Linked DNA regions of Gossypium arboreum: all the other regions are linked to region 3. Evidence: chromatin contacts called from public Hi-C data. All regions are on one chromosome and are shown on one strand. The core of a region is the stretch at or near the end of the contact, and the rest is flanking DNA. Distances in the headings are between cores, read along the strand shown. Region 1 holds the start of LOC108467312 (F-box only protein 6). Region 2 holds the start of LOC108466591. Region 3 holds the start of LOC108457744 (squamosa promoter-binding-like protein 2). Region 4 holds the start of LOC108467160 (mannosyl-oligosaccharide glucosidase GCS1).

What was found. Hi-C and Micro-C count contacts between places; a contact is called where the count stands out from the background.
Region 1: a contact with region 3 is called in a Hi-C map of leaf, with 4 times the contacts expected there. The contact joins the promoter of LOC108467312 here to the promoter of LOC108457744 in region 3. A contact is called at or near these places in 3 of 5 Hi-C or Micro-C datasets (all in leaf).
Region 2: a Hi-C map of leaf shows a contact between it and region 3, with 2.9 times the contacts expected there. The contact joins the promoter of LOC108466591 here to the promoter of LOC108457744 in region 3. A contact is called at or near these places in 2 of 5 Hi-C or Micro-C datasets (both in leaf).
Region 4: a Hi-C map of leaf shows a contact between it and region 3, with 4 times the contacts expected there. The contact joins the promoter of LOC108467160 here to the promoter of LOC108457744 in region 3. A contact is called at or near these places in 2 of 5 Hi-C or Micro-C datasets (both in leaf).

What each region holds. Positions count from the first base shown.
Region 1 is chr2:67,111,452-67,115,337 of ASM2569848v2, reverse strand. LOC108467312 (F-box only protein 6) reads right to left here and starts at 1,769. Exons shown (of 2, transcript XM_017767937.2): 1 at 1,371-1,769. The coding sequence starts at 1,525.
Region 2 is chr2:66,309,946-66,313,937 of ASM2569848v2, reverse strand. LOC108466591 reads left to right here and starts at 2,022. Exons shown (of 3, transcript XM_017766974.2): 1 at 2,022-2,504; 2 at 3,315-3,392; 3 at 3,598-3,992. The coding sequence starts at 2,330. The coding sequence ends at 3,914.
Region 3 is chr2:66,664,495-66,668,419 of ASM2569848v2, reverse strand. LOC108457744 (squamosa promoter-binding-like protein 2) reads left to right here and starts at 2,021. Exons shown (of 6, transcript XM_053024921.1): 1 at 2,021-2,174; 2 at 3,503-3,667; 3 at 3,862-3,925. The coding sequence starts at 3,901.
Region 4 is chr2:66,156,944-66,160,503 of ASM2569848v2, reverse strand. It overlaps LOC108467160 (mannosyl-oligosaccharide glucosidase GCS1), which reads left to right and starts at 1,970. Exons shown (of 21, transcript XM_017767704.2): 1 at 1,970-2,592; 2 at 2,753-2,826; 3 at 2,993-3,244. The coding sequence starts at 2,290.

The DNA of each region.
Region 1 (3,886 bases), core at 520-3,019, 450 kb before region 3:
AATATAGAGACGTACAACTGGACCACGAAAAAGCCCTCTACAAAATTAGGTATACATGATTCTCACAATTCATTGAGATTGTTTTCACCAGTAAGTCTGTACTTTTTAGTCAGTTTTATGGATCCAGAATATGTGCAACAGGATGTTTAAGGTATCGTTTGAACAGAGTAAACTCAAATCATTGCACAGCCAAAGACCTCTATTCATCCAGCTATACCAACAGTATGTTGACAGCAATATCAATTAAATGCACTAATAATAGAAACTTTCAACCATACGCTCTGTTACATTGCCATGAATGCTTTTGCATAAAGAATACCCTGTAAAAGAAGACTGACAGAGAGAGAGAGACCTATGATGAATTATCAACAAGGGAATTGACAAATGAGCAAAGGCAAGCAGAGCATTATAAATTAACCAGAGAGCTAGGCCACTCAACATTCATTCATACAATCTTTAAGGAGAACTTCCAAGAGTAGTACAACAACTCTTTGTTACTCGAAACACCCAGGACGTTGTTGAATTAACTAGTAAATTAACTTTCTATTTTCCTTTTGCGTGTAGGAACGTGAAGGAAAATTGAAAGGAGCTGATTAGTCAGTGGACTAAAAATTAATCAAGAATTATAAGTTTAAGTTCATGTTCTAAGGAAATCATATAGTAAACAGATACAAATGAGATTCCATCTTCATAGTCAATCATAATCATGCTAATCAACTAAGAAGAAAGATATTCAAGCATCAATTATCAAAAGGCAATCGCCAACAAGTTCAAAATTGACCATCACAATATGTAAAACTTAAAAAAAAAAAAAACACAGCAGCATGAACACTTAATAAAGATGAGAGGAGGGTTTTGGGGGAGGGGACAAAGCAAACTGAAAATTGAAAAAAAGGGAAAGGAAAACAAAGGCAAAAAGGGGTAAAAAAAAAAAAGAAACTACATGATTGGAATACGATGAAAGATACATGCTGAAAACTAAAATTTTGAATGAACTTACTATTTTCGTCGAAAAGAGGTATAAAATAGTTTAGTAATGTAAAAAATGGCCAAAAATTCAAATGCAGTAAACATGCGAAATCCCCTGAAAATAAAAATTAACAAAACGGCAGTGGCATAACAGAAAATAAACAAAAATCTAAACAACGAGAAATGCAAGGAAGAGAAATTAACATTATCGGATAACAAAGGTAATCTACCATTAATCCACCTCATTACACTCCCCCCCCCCAAAAAAAAAAAAATACAGAATCCTAGATGAATAAATCTGACAAGAATTCAAAATTAGCACATAAAAAAAATGTGAGGCGAGAGAAGAAAAACAGAAAATTGAAGAGATCTATGTAAAGAGAGAAGGAAAGGAAACGAACCTGCGGTGGTGGTCGTGGAAAGGATGAGGCAGTTGGTGGAGGTGAAGAAGGTGAAAAGGAGAGGACGGAGGAAGCGGCGGAGGAGGAGAGCCGTAGAGATGCAAGAGGTCTTGAAGCTGACCGATGAGCTGCCTAAGCATGGCCAGCCCTTCCATGCCCCAATAACCCCTCCCCTACTCCAACACCACCAACAAAAAATGCTGCTCTCTTTCTCCCTTTGTTGAGAGTTAGCCAGTCATCTATTTACACGTCAGTGGCCATTATTACGATAATTTCTTGTAATAATTCTGACCCGCACGCAACTTTGTCATTGTAATGAATGATCCCACTTGATTTTCACTCCAATATGTATGTATGTATGCATCTACCTTCTTTTCCACTTTTCTCCTTTCTTTTCATTTTTGCCCTTTCCTCTTCTCTTGTATATAAAATATTTTTATTTGAATTAAATAATATAAATTTATTTTAACTTTTTGAATAATAAAGGTATATTCATAAGAATTTACTAGCATTGAAGTGAAAAGAAAAAGCCAAAAGATTTTAGATTTGGGCCTATAATCATTTTAGTATCCACCATACCCATCCATACTTATTTTTTCCAATTTAAGTTTTATTTTGATTATATTTTAAGTATGATTTGATTATTTCAGTGCATTTAGATTTATTGAATACTTATTTTTCGATCTTAAATTAATATCAAGTAATTTATGTTTCATTTTGATTATATTTTAGGTATAATTTAATTGTTTGGTACATTTAAATTTATTTAATCAAATATCGATTTGTATTGATGCGTACAAATTTATACTAGTTGATACAATTTTAATCTTTTCACCTTAATATAATTACATTTAAAAATAATATAATCATTTAATTAAAATTTGAAACCTAGGCCTTATTTTGATAATCAATTGAAAATATTAAATCAATTAAAATAAATATTTTTAGTGATTTAGCTTTTTAAGTACTTTTCAGAATCAATAATAATAATAATAATCAAATAATAGAAATTTTCAACTAAATTAGAAAGATATGTTTTTTTTAATTAGCCTTTTAGACCTTTTTTTAAATTAGGGAAATAGGTTTTTTTTAGAGGACGTGTTTTCCTTCAACGATCATTTTCCCAACAACTTTTTAAATATTGGTAACAGTAAAAATTTTAAGGGCTAACGGTAATTTTTTTCCTATAAATACAAAGCCATTTTTCATTTTTTCACTAAAATTCAACTCTCTGTATTCTCTCTAAACTCTCAACTCTCTCAATTCTCTCAATTTTCTCAAGTTTTGTTCTAAAATTTTCAATGCGCTTGTTTAAAAATATTATATTTTTATTTAATTTTTTCATATATTATTCGTTTCGATTAATTTTTCACGAATGGCAAGCCCTCTGATTCGTTTCGACGACAAGCACATTTTAGCTGCTCAAGCGATACTGGTAAGACAAAATTTTAAATTTCATTTTTTCAATGAAGTTAAATTTAAAGTTTTTTATTTTTTAAAATATTTTAAATTAATTTATTTTTCAATATAAATAGGCGAATGATCGTGTTTTGGAGGGGTTCATACATACCTTGTCAAAGAGCTCTAACATCGAAATTTGTAGTTACTTGTAAGACATATGATTCTTGCATGCGTCTCGTATACTTAGGGGCTACAAACTCGATCCTACACTCATTAGCACATTAGTGGAAAGATAGAGGCCCAAGACACACTCTTTCCATTTTTCATGCGTCAAGTGTACAATCACACTTTCTATTTTTCATGTGTCGGTGGTTGTCTGCTCCTGGTGCAATCATGGGTCTGGCGTAGGCTACCATTTCTACGTCCCTGGGTGGACGACCCATATATGTTCCCATTAGTGATGTAAAACCCCTTACCGTACCCGAGATTGGGACTAGGTACGAGGCGTTACCAGACATGTACTTGGACATTTTTGGAAATACGAGTTATAAAATTTCTTTCCAATTTGAAGCCAATCAAACAACATCTTAGTGTCCCTATTATGGGTTTACAGGGCCCAAAACATACATTGAAAATGGTCCGGAATCAAACCAAGAGCTTGAGAAAGTTCCTGGAAAATTTGCTAGGTTAAGCCTCACACGCCCGTGTAGAGATAATGGACACACCCGTGTGCTTTGGGACACGCCCGTGGCCTTTACCCGTGTGGAATTAATTGAATTTATTTCTCATTTCGAACCTACAGGGGTTTTCACACGGCCAAACACACGCCCATGTCCCTGGCCCGTGTCCTTCACACGGCCTAGACACACCCGTGTGGTCGCCCGTGTCCAAAAAATCGAGTATTCTATTAATGACGTCAGCATGCATTTAGGGACACACAGCCAAGACAAACGCCCGTGTGCTAGGCCGTGTCCGTCACACGATTGAGACACACGGCCGTGTCTCTACCGGTGTGTTTACTACCATGTATTCTGACTTAATATTTTTAGGTGCAGGGGACACACGGCCATATCACACGCCCATGGGGCGATCCATGTGTCACACATGACCTAAAC
Region 2 (3,992 bases), core at 773-3,272, 350 kb after region 3:
TAAATACTAAACATTTGGGTTGGGTGAATACTTAACAGAAGAGTTCGCCAAATCACAGAGCTCGCCAAACTAAGAGTTCTCCAAATGGTGCATTACACATAATTATATACTTAGCCAAGACAAACATTTTACTTGCTCATATATATCCTTATTTTTCCAACTATACGCCAAATAGTAACCAGATGCAGAGACTTCGTCGAGTAAGCTAATACAGTAGGTGGAAAAACTTAATAATATAGTAGATAGTCTCTGAGGTCACCCCCTGAAGACACTTGGCTATCCCATACTTGATGTAAAAAGGAGAAGCATAGGACGATAAGGGCATATTCCTATTGTTTTGAAAACCATCTTGAAGACACTTTTGAAAGTGATCTCAAGAGGGATCACCAATATCCCCTTCCAGTTTATCATTTTATGCTCGCATGAACCCCCAAGGACATCTTGTAAATGCGGGTGGTAATAGCATTTCCTAGTAGAATGGCGTGTCCACTCAATAGGAAAATCAATTGTCCTCTCAAACTTCAACTCTATGAAGATGTACTTGTTGTAGTCCACATTCATTGTTACCTCTTTGCCATAAAACAAGTTCTCTATCTAGGGAGAAGTTGTTCAAGAGGCAATCAAACAACCCAAGAAGCCTCTCTTCATTCATTTCCCGTAAGAAATACATATATCGAAACAATCGATGGGACTTCCATACTCATTGGTTATTTTGTTTCAACTTCTAAATGAAAGGAATTTTGATTTACATTACATACTAAAAATGCAAAGATACATTAAGAACAGGGGCGAAGCTAGAAAATTTTTTTAGGGGGCGAAATTAAATTGTAATTTTTATGATAGTAAAAATACAATTTCACCATTTGAATAATTTATATTTTTATAATTTTTAAATGATTAAATTAAAATTTTATCATTTTTAGGGGGGCAAAGTGTAATTTTACCTTTACTAATTTAAAATTTTAAAAATTTTAAAGGCCCTAAATAGAAAATTTTCTATTTTAGGGGGGATCGGGGCCCCTACCAGCCCCCTGAATTTGCCCCTAATCAAGACACAACACAAACTCATAAACAAAAAGTTTTTATTCCCTTCCATCTTTTAATTTTCAAAGTTTATTCTGTAAAGAATTACTGCAAAAATTCCTTATAGAACTTGATACTTTTGTTATTCCCCCACTCAATGTTCGATGAATTATTTTCATCAATACAAAATATTAACAATCATTAGATTTTATTGTATCATCGAAATTCATTTACCATTATTTCTTTTATAAACTGAAATATAAACGGGATGAATACAACTGTTCCATAAGTACATCTTTATCCAATGGAACTCATGAAAAAAAACAAAATATGGTGAAGAATATCATGTAGGATACTTAGTCTGTGAATTTGGCAGTTTGTTGCATGTTTCATTTCAGTAGAATTTTGTCAAACGAAAGGATTTAATGTTTGCACGGACAAATGCAACCGCCCGAAAGAGACAAGACATGCAAGAAAACCATCGGATTCTTCATCATAACTAAAGTCGCAAACAATTAATTTCTGGTGGACCTCAGCCTTCATCATTGTAGCCCAATATTAGGTCAGCTCACAAATAGTTAATTACGCTAACACTTGCTTTTGCTTTTCTCTTCTCTTCTCTTTTCTTTTTGTTAATGCCACAAACCACTAAGTTTGTATAGTATTAGAATTTGTATTATTAATTGTAACCAGTCTACTAGGTTTGAATTTTTTTTTTCTTTGATAGAGAAAAAGAACAATGTTAAATAATTCAAAACACTAAAACTTTCGAGTGTGGAGTTTAAAACTTAAATGAAGCAAGCAAGTGTCGAATTTTTTAGCTTTTGTGTTCTACGCTTCTATTTTGACATACAGTATATATACTGAATGTTGAATACAAAGTTAAAATAAAATAATAATAATAATAATAATAATAATAAGAGAACGGTGAGAAAATTTTGAATGGGGAAAAGGAAAATTTTAATAAATGGAAAAGAGGAATATAATGGAGCCGAGCAGACTTTTAATGCTTTTCCAGAAGTATAGCAAGAAAGAGAAGATACCAATCAAACAAAGATAAACAGTATGCAAAGTAGTAAATAAAGGGGTCATTGAATATGGACCCATGCCTGCAAGTGCCATTACTTTGCTCTCAAGACCAATCAACTCCCAAGTCCCCCCTTACAATTTGGTTGAGTGAATGAATTCAAGCTTAAAGCTTAATATTAAAACCCATTTCCTTGTTTCCTTGCATCGAAGGAAACAGCTTAGTTAAAGTGCTCTCTTTTGTCTCATGATTGAGTAGAGGAAGAGAAAAAAAAAAGACATGGGGAATTGTGTTACAGTTTACAAGAATAAAGATCCTGCAGACATTGATCTTAGTGCCCGAATTCAATCACCCATTAAGGAGAACAATGTTAGAAGGGAGCCCTCAATTGTTGGATACGATTCCAGGCTTCAGCCTTCATCTATGGAACAAGAAACTAGTTTACAAGAGATGGGTATGTTTCTAACTTGCCTTTCTTCATTCCTTTATCATCATGGGTTACCCTCACTTCAGGTTTTAAATTACTGCATTTGTTTGATCTCATTTGTCAGATATATATAAAATAAAAGTTGGAAACTCTATTTGTTCTTGGGTCATTGGACTGACTGCAATCTGCTTGATTGATCGGGACAGTCCTTTACTATTTCGCTCAGAACCCTTTGGCTTTGGACCACTCACATTAGCCAAATTAGATATTTTGGTGTTTTTTCTCATTACAAACAAGGGAAACAGTGTTTATTCATGGCATCTTCCTATTTTTGTGTCTTTTTTCAGAGTTGAAAGTTACTGTCCTAACAGCTAACCAAGAAATAGAGGAGTGATATGAAGTTGAGAATCCCAAGTCCTCACCTACTTGTCCCTTTGCTCTTAAGTAAATACTCAAACAAGATTATCTTATGTAAATCATCTCTAATTTTGTCAGCAACTATAGTATGTTCTGTGATCTTTCAGTCAAATGGCCCTTTTTTTTCTTATTGTATACGTTATCACTGGAATATCAAATATTCTCCTGCAGGCACATGTTCCTAGAATAATGAACTATTTGAGGTTTACTCATTTTACAAGATATGCTGATGTATGAAGCAAAGTGTAATGGCATGATTAATCAAAAACCTAATTCAGTGCTGCATGATTAATCATGCATGCAATGGCAATTTCTTTGCAGGATTCAAGATGGTGTGGATATTTTGCTCCATAAATGCATTATGTAAAATTGGGTCATGTTTAGCATGTGTAATTAAGTGTGCCTATAATTTCTCTCCAGGTAACACAGAGGAGAGCTTTTTTGATTCACAACCTTCGTTAGAATCTGACTTTGAAGATTTCTTCAGTGCCAATGGTGGTGAGAGTCTCCCCTAACTATGTTTCCCCTCTATAGTTGAATCAAACATTGCATATGGATATGAAGTATGATCCTCAAAATATATGAAAAAACTACACACGCTCGTGTCAGACACTCACATTGGACTCTCACAGTCCGAGTAACATAGTGGCGGCAGGGTTTTTGTAAGTGGTTTTGAGTTGGAGTAATGCTTGTTTTCATACAGATTCCGCCTCTTCTTCGGGGAACAGTCCAAACCACCAGAAAAGCAACCATTCGATGGAGGGTGCGGTGGATGCACATGGGGAGTCTCCAACTGATACAAAGAAGCAACTAATCGAGTTATTTCGTGAGAGCTTGGATAGTGATGATGATGGAAACTCAGCTGCTGGAAGTAGTAAAGCGACACCATACAGGAGACACCTCCCAAGGAAAGACGTGAAAGCAGCGGAGTCTGCGCAGTGCTGCCTTCCAAGTTTGGTGCGGAACATGAGCTTTGGTGAAAGAAAGAAACGGCTACCAAGCCCTGCTGCCCAATATTAATGGATGGGTTGGATTTGGTAAGGTAAGCTACATATTTACTTTGTATAAATCTCTTCACAAGTTATCAAGATTAGCATG
Region 3 (3,925 bases), core at 772-3,271:
AGAATATGCCTCAAAATTCCCATAAAAACAATTTTTCCTACATATTATATATATATATATGAATATTACACGAATCTCATCTCGAAAATTTTTCCAAATATTACTGAAAAACTCAATTTACCTTAAAAAAATTTAAATTGGTAATTCACTATTTTACTCTTTTTCTCGTATTATTACGAGGGAATAACACTAAATTTATAGTTGTTAACCTTTTAGCAAGACATTTTTTTACCTCATGTTTTTTTTTTAATCAAAATGACTTTCATTTGAGATTTGTACCTTCAGCTGACAATTTTTTTTAATCAAATAGACCTTCACTTGAGATTTGTATCTTCAACACTAAATCTATTGCTTAAATGTAGAGAAGCCACCCTTCAGCTGATGACCTGACTCCCTTGGGGGAAGCCACAGATTTAAAACAGTCGAGGAAGATGAATGTGGTCACCATTAACCAAATGAATGTAGCCCAATGCAAAAGCACAATTCCACTATCTTCAAAATTACATGTAGACACGTGCCTGTGAACATCGGTAACCCTACAACTAGAACATCCAATGTTTGAACAAACAAGCTCCCTAAGATTAAACAATTGCAGTCAAAATCCTAGCACTTGTGATGCAACCACCCTTACCTCAGACACAGTCATCGTATGTTTCTCACACTTGTCTTGCGAGCATGTCAGCCTTATCTTGCCCACCTTCTAAAGAGATAAAAGGTTTTCCTTAGGGTGGGGTCTTCGAAGAGATTCAAAATAGAGCCACTCTTCAATGTCTTGTATCTTATACAATGCTTTAATGCAATTAGTTATGCTAAATTTCTCATCACTTGGTTTTGTGGTGACCTCATAGCCCATCTAAATCAGAAGCAAAAGCACAAAGCAAGTAAATAGCCATAACTGGTAGAAGCAAGTCATATGTAACAGAAGCCACAACCATGCAAAATGAAAGTACACTTCCAAATGCATATGAACTTTAAAGTCACCAATGGATCTTCTAATCCGCCGCTTTTTGGTTTTCTTCTCGCTAACCATTGTGAATCACAATCAGATAATACTAAACCCAACTCTTCTACTATTTATGAGGTAATGGCCGGAACATGGAATCATCCACAAGCTTGACACACAAAGATGTTAAATATTTTCTTTGTTTGACAATTCAACACTTGGAAGAACAATTTATATGACAGATTGATTGTGTGTAGTACGATGTTAAACCACCATCAATATCAACAAAAATGTTAATGCATAAGTAACGGCTTACTTCGTTCCAAGCCAAGGTGAGGGTGACATGTTCTCTTATGGATAACCGAGATCAAGAGTGAAAACTGCTAATATTTGAAGGCTGCAAAGATTATAGCATCAGCCCTGCGGCCGCTGTTCCCATGGCAGTATATCACACAGGGTAGAGGTTTTCCTTCAAGACTAACCAGGGTTATGTAGTGACTACATTGTAGAACATCGTTCCTATTGTTTTTAACCTCTCCGCTAACATTTTCCTTCCAACAAGGAGAACCTATCGCCCTGCCTGTGCTGATTCGTAGAATTCGGAAAAGTTTTCATGCTGCTGAGTTGAAATGATTAAGGAGGAGACGGAAAATCAATATGTCATGAGATTAATGAACTAAAATAGTCATTTTAATCCTATGAGAAGTTAACCAAGCTTTGAAAGCCTTCTAAGTATGAGAATTAAGCTGGTGATAGTGATTGCAGAAGGGAATTATTTTTTAAATAATTTAAATTGAGTTAAAAAAAATTGATTGCAGCGTCATCTTTAATTTAATACACATTTTAATACTTAATTAATTAATTTCACAATCAATCTTTATCTTGCCGTAGTTTCCAATCACGCTGTCGATCCAAGTGGATAAGAAGTGAATTGAAGCTGTCATCGTCGAGTTGACTCGTCATAGCCGAGTCAAGTGAATCGGTTGAAAATTCCTTTCTGGCTCGCTACCAACACTATTAAGTACTTCTTACCGCCACGTGTCCTTATTTTTAATTACTACAGATTTTCAAATGTATAAAATTAGAAAATAAAACGGTAAGGAAAGAAAATGCTTTCGTCCCAAAAAGCGAAGGTATTGTTTTCCGCTTTAGTTGTTTCTGCCATTGTATTTTCCTCTATTTTCAGTCTCCGAGTCAGACTCAGCTGAGGGCGATCGTAAGTAACTCACCAGTAAGTTTCTTCTCTTTCTTTTTTAAAAGATTAATAAAGAGAGTGATAATGAGGAACTAGAATTTCTAAAAATGGAGAAACATCTTGTTTTTGCACCTCAGATTGATACATTAGTTTCTTCATACCTTCTATTATTATATCAATTATTTGAACTTTAGAAAAGGTAATATGAAAAGAAAATTATGTATGCATTTTCAAAAAACAATAAATTCGTTATTGTTACTTTCCTTTTGGTATCTAGTTTTCTGGGGAAAGTGAAGGAAAACGACTACGTTTTCTTTATATATACAGTTTTCCTTTTTGTTTTTCACTTTATATTTCTGGCTGAAATTTATTTACTATAAAATGAATAAAGATGTGATGGCTGATAGCTGGTAAGGGAGCAGATACTTTCTAAAATTTATTTTCTGTCATGATTTCTATAAAAGAAATTAGTTTTCTTATTTCTGTTTCTGTTTCAGTGCGGAACTACTAACTTCTGTATGCAAAATAAATTTACGACTTATGAGTATAATTTCATTTCTTGAAATGATTCTCTTTTGATGCATTTCTTGTATTTGACTTTTTTGTTGATTGCTTCTTATATTTTCCGTAGGAGTAAGAACTACGAAGAGGTTGCTGGGTACCTTTCTTTTTCCCTTCTTAAGGCTATAACTTTTGATTTATGGTAGATTAGGGTTTAATTCAATTTTTTTTTCAAGTATTCATCGGTCTCTTGTGGGTCTCAGTCAGGGACCTACTTTGTGGGATTGCCCGGATAATTGAATTATTGAAGTGAATTATTGAAGATGTGAAATTTTTTAGAGTACGGTAACATCAGCGAAGTTTAATCGTCAGATTTTTTTTTTTCTTTTACCCCTTGAAAACTGTTACTGCTTCCTATAATAATTGGTGAGAGAGAGCCTATTGTTAATGGTGCAAAAACCTGGTAGTTAGTTTCCGATGGGTTGATAGATAAGGGTAAACTCCTCTAGGATTTTGGTCCAAGTGTTGCAAGTTTAGGGAGCGCTTTGATACACACACTTATTTATTTGGGACTGAAGTGAAACTTTTTATCCGGATGGTGTAGGCTTACTTATTACAAGAGTGAACAGTGAGATCCTTTGGAATTATGCTATTAACATGTCATTGTCTGCAGAATGAAAGGAGAAAAGCTGTACTACTTTTCTTGCTCCGAATTTTTAGACCTAATCCATGATTTTTTTGCATCCTTGGTTAAGTTATCTGTTTTAGAAAGATGGAAATTGATATCTGCGTAAAAACTTGCTTGGCTTGAAAATTGGTTGCTAGTTTAGTTCAACCTCTCTGATATTTGTTGCATTTTTCAGTGAAGCATATTTAAAGTGTCATCAGCAAATGCTTTTAGCGAAAAAAATTGGGGAAGGGGTGAACGAACTATTGTTATGTTAAAGTGGATTGACATTTTTCTAAGTTGCACTCCTCTAGATCTGAAAAACAGAGATGATTGGACTCTGATGCTGTTGGATGTATAGGTAAAATTTGTTCTTTACATAACAGAATGATTTCGCATAATTTTGGTTTTGCATGCTCTGTATTCATATGGAGTCCACGAATGGTTTCCTTCATGTATAGTTGAATTTAGCATAATTGAATCTTCTTTGCCCTGTTTATTTTCTTTATGAATTGAACAAACGTCAAAGGTTATACTTTCAGGATCTGGTGACAGGTTGCTTCTGTTTTATATGAAGACTGTGCTTAGTGTTCTATGAGTTTTATCTCTCCGATGGATT
Region 4 (3,560 bases), core at 721-3,220, 510 kb after region 3:
ACACCTTATATGTGGGGTGTATGAAAGGAAGGAAAAACGAGAAGTATGGATAGGTTTAGCTGAAATGCGAGGTATCTAGTGTACAATCGAGTGGAGAGTTTGACCAGAAGAAAGTATTATAGTGAGCTGAGTAGCTCAAAGGAACTGGTGGAGCCTACCACTCTGATAAAAAACATCCACCTAGAGCTACTTGGGAGTTAATTTAAGTTTAAATTTATCTTACATTGTTTACCCTTGTGTAATAGGATTTATTTATGTGCGACCTAGTGAAGGAACTCACTAAATTCAATTGAACTTACAAGATTTTATCTAATATTCATAGGACTTGGAAGGATGATCGAGGATTTCGAGGAGAGGCCAAGCCAGATAGAGATGAGATCGATGATCGCAGGTAATTAGAGTCATGCACATAGGAAGAGGGTACCATTAGAGGCTTCATCTTAGAATCAATTATGTAATAGCCAGATAACATCCTCCAATTTTGGATTTTAGATAGCAAACAGTAGTTAATTGTTAAGAGTTTCTTTGTACCCAGATAGATGGATTTGAAACCAACTTTGAGGGACCCAACACTTAATGGCTCAAGGCCTTAGTTGTAAGAATTATTGTTTTTAATTTCATTATTAGAAACTTTTATTCTTAAGTTGTTTTATAGCAATTAAGTTAGCATAATTATGAATAGGTGAACCCGGTCCATTTGTGACGCACCATACTCGGATCCGACAAATGGGTCGGGCGTGAGGTGTTACATACTTATTAATTAAACTTTCTTTGGCATCCTTCAACCTTATCTTTTGTCAATTATATTCCTTATTTCATTTTATCGAGGAATCCATTATGCACGGTTTTTACTTTATGCTACTTTTATAACATAACAATTTTATGGGTGTTACACTCAACTAAAGCTTTTAACATTTTCCCTTCAATAAAAAAAAAAAACTCTCTAAATTTCAACCCCATTTTCATACTTGAACAATAGAAAACCCTACATTTAACCCTAATCATAATTCAACAATAATTATTTTCTTCATTTCATAGTCCACATTATAATACAAATAATCACAACTATTAACCATATGATTATCTCATTCCTTCTCCATTGTTTTCACTTTTTTCAACATCCTTAATAAAACAATTCTTGAATGAACTGTCAATGGTGGATCATACTAAGAAAAAAAACAACAACAAATTTAGTTTCCATTACCATAGTTCATACAACAAAAAAATCCCTACATGAGTTGTCATTTTATTGGGGAGTTGTTAATTTTGCTAGGTTTCCATAATAGTGCATTGGATTCAAAGTAGGCTACTCCATTCTTTCTTTTTTTATTGGGATAAATACCAAAATTATGTATGAATTATAATTTAATATGCAATAGTATACATGAATTTTGATTTTGTGTAATTTTATACATAAAATTTAATTTGATCCAATTCTTGTAAATTATTAACACAACTATTGATATAACATCATTTTATATTTATCTATTACATACATAAATGATTATATTTATCTAATATAAAAATATATTGATGTATTTATTTCTTTAAATATGTATGATTAAATCAAAATTAAAGTTTTAAGTATACATTTGAACTACAATTAAAGTTTCACGTGTATAATTACACCAAATTAAAATTTATGTATACAATTACACTTAAATCAAATCCATAAATAATTTTAAGATTTATTTATTCTTCCTCTTATCTTCTTCTCTTCATGGTTGGTGAATGTAAAAAAAAAAAAAATAGCTGAGTATAACACAAATTAGCTTAGGGTTTATATAGAAAACTATTCCTTTTCTTTTTCCAAAATAAATATTTAACTTCTTTTTATTGAAAATATTATTTTTTATTTCCCTAAATTTATGTGGCAATTCACGTGGAACCTATATGAAAAACTAACGTGCCACAGAAGACAACAGTTACCCACTAATAGATGATAACGGTTGGATGATCGTTTTGTTCAAACTCGAAATGTTAGTAGCAATTTTAAAAGTTTTGAAAATTCAGTGACAAAAACGTAATTTCAACCAAAGTTGAGGGGAAACCGGGATTATTTACTCAAAAAATAAAATCGTATTTAATTGGATCGTGTGACGTGCCAACATGTGATCTATGATACGGAATCATTACTCGTTAGTCGTCACAGGCGACGGGAGCCGTGATGGGCTGGGCCGAATCCTAAGCTGCCCGCCATTTTTGGCTGCGTTGCTCCATTCCTCCATCTATCAGTGCAAGAAACGCCTATTTCCCTAATCTCAAAAACTCTCCGACCCTAATCTGAGAATGACCGGAGGTGGTCGACGGAGCGCTCGAAGCAGAACCAAACCCTCCACCGATGTCAACGAAGACGATGATGCTTTCAATAAAGCTAAACCAATCTCCAAACTCCGCAGAGTTAAAACCAAAGATCACGGCACCGCACTTCGAATCCTCAACGCTGATCTTAAAATCATTTTAGGTTTCGGCATAATCGCCGCCTTAATTATATTCTTTTTAGTCCATCATCTCATTAGCACAGCTGAAGAAGTTCGTAGACCTAGAGTCGTCACTCCATTTCCAGCTCCCAGAATCATGGACTTACCTCAGGTACTCCAAATGTGAATTTCTATCCCTTTCTCACTTTTTTCCTTCAAATTTTTTTAAGACAAGTTTTTAAATCGCGAATATAAATGTAAGTATATTGGAGTATAGATTTTTTTATACGTATATGTACGTATTTGGTAATGGAGCACTCGATTTGTGACAGTTTCAAGGCGAGCATAAGGAGAGCTTATACTGGGGAACTTATCGTCCTCATGTTTATTTTGGGATTCGTGCAAGGTAATATCATATTTTTACATTCGTAGAGCTTGATATGTTTTTCCCTTTAGGTTTATAATTTTGAACAGAGGAGATAAAGTTCATGTGAATAATTGCATGGTAATTCCTTTTTGGCTAAAAAGTCATTGTAATTGGAGGTTGTTAATTAGCAAACTGTATCTGGCAGGACTCCTCTGTCACTAGTTGCTGGATTAATGTGGCTCGGTGTAAAGGATGGGAGGTATTTTATTCGTCACATTTGCCAAGATTCCGATGATCTGAGCACATATGGTTGGACAAGTCATAATGGACGGGATTTTGGACATCAAGTTCTGGTTGACCAGGATATGACTTTAGCAACAAGTTTCTTGAAATATAAGGAGGATGACAGTGGCTATGGAGGAGACTGGGCAGTTCGAATTAACGTACAAAATCAAGGGTATGTTGCTTGATCTGTTATTTTACTTGTGTTGTTGATTGGATATGTTTAACCTGGTGCTTTCTTGAAGATAGGTCAGAGGAAAATATTGAAGTTGATTTTATGACCGTCCGAGAAAAAAGATTGAATAACTGAAGAATACATTTGTAAATGTACAATTAATGCATATTTCAATTTTATGACTGTCTGTGGCTTAACATTTTTAGTGCCATGCATGTTTCAATTTTAGGTGTAGAATTCTTTGAGTCAATTAATGTATTGAGGTATTATATTTTCCTATATAGCTAGCCTGGCCCTTGGGGAATGATTTTTAAAT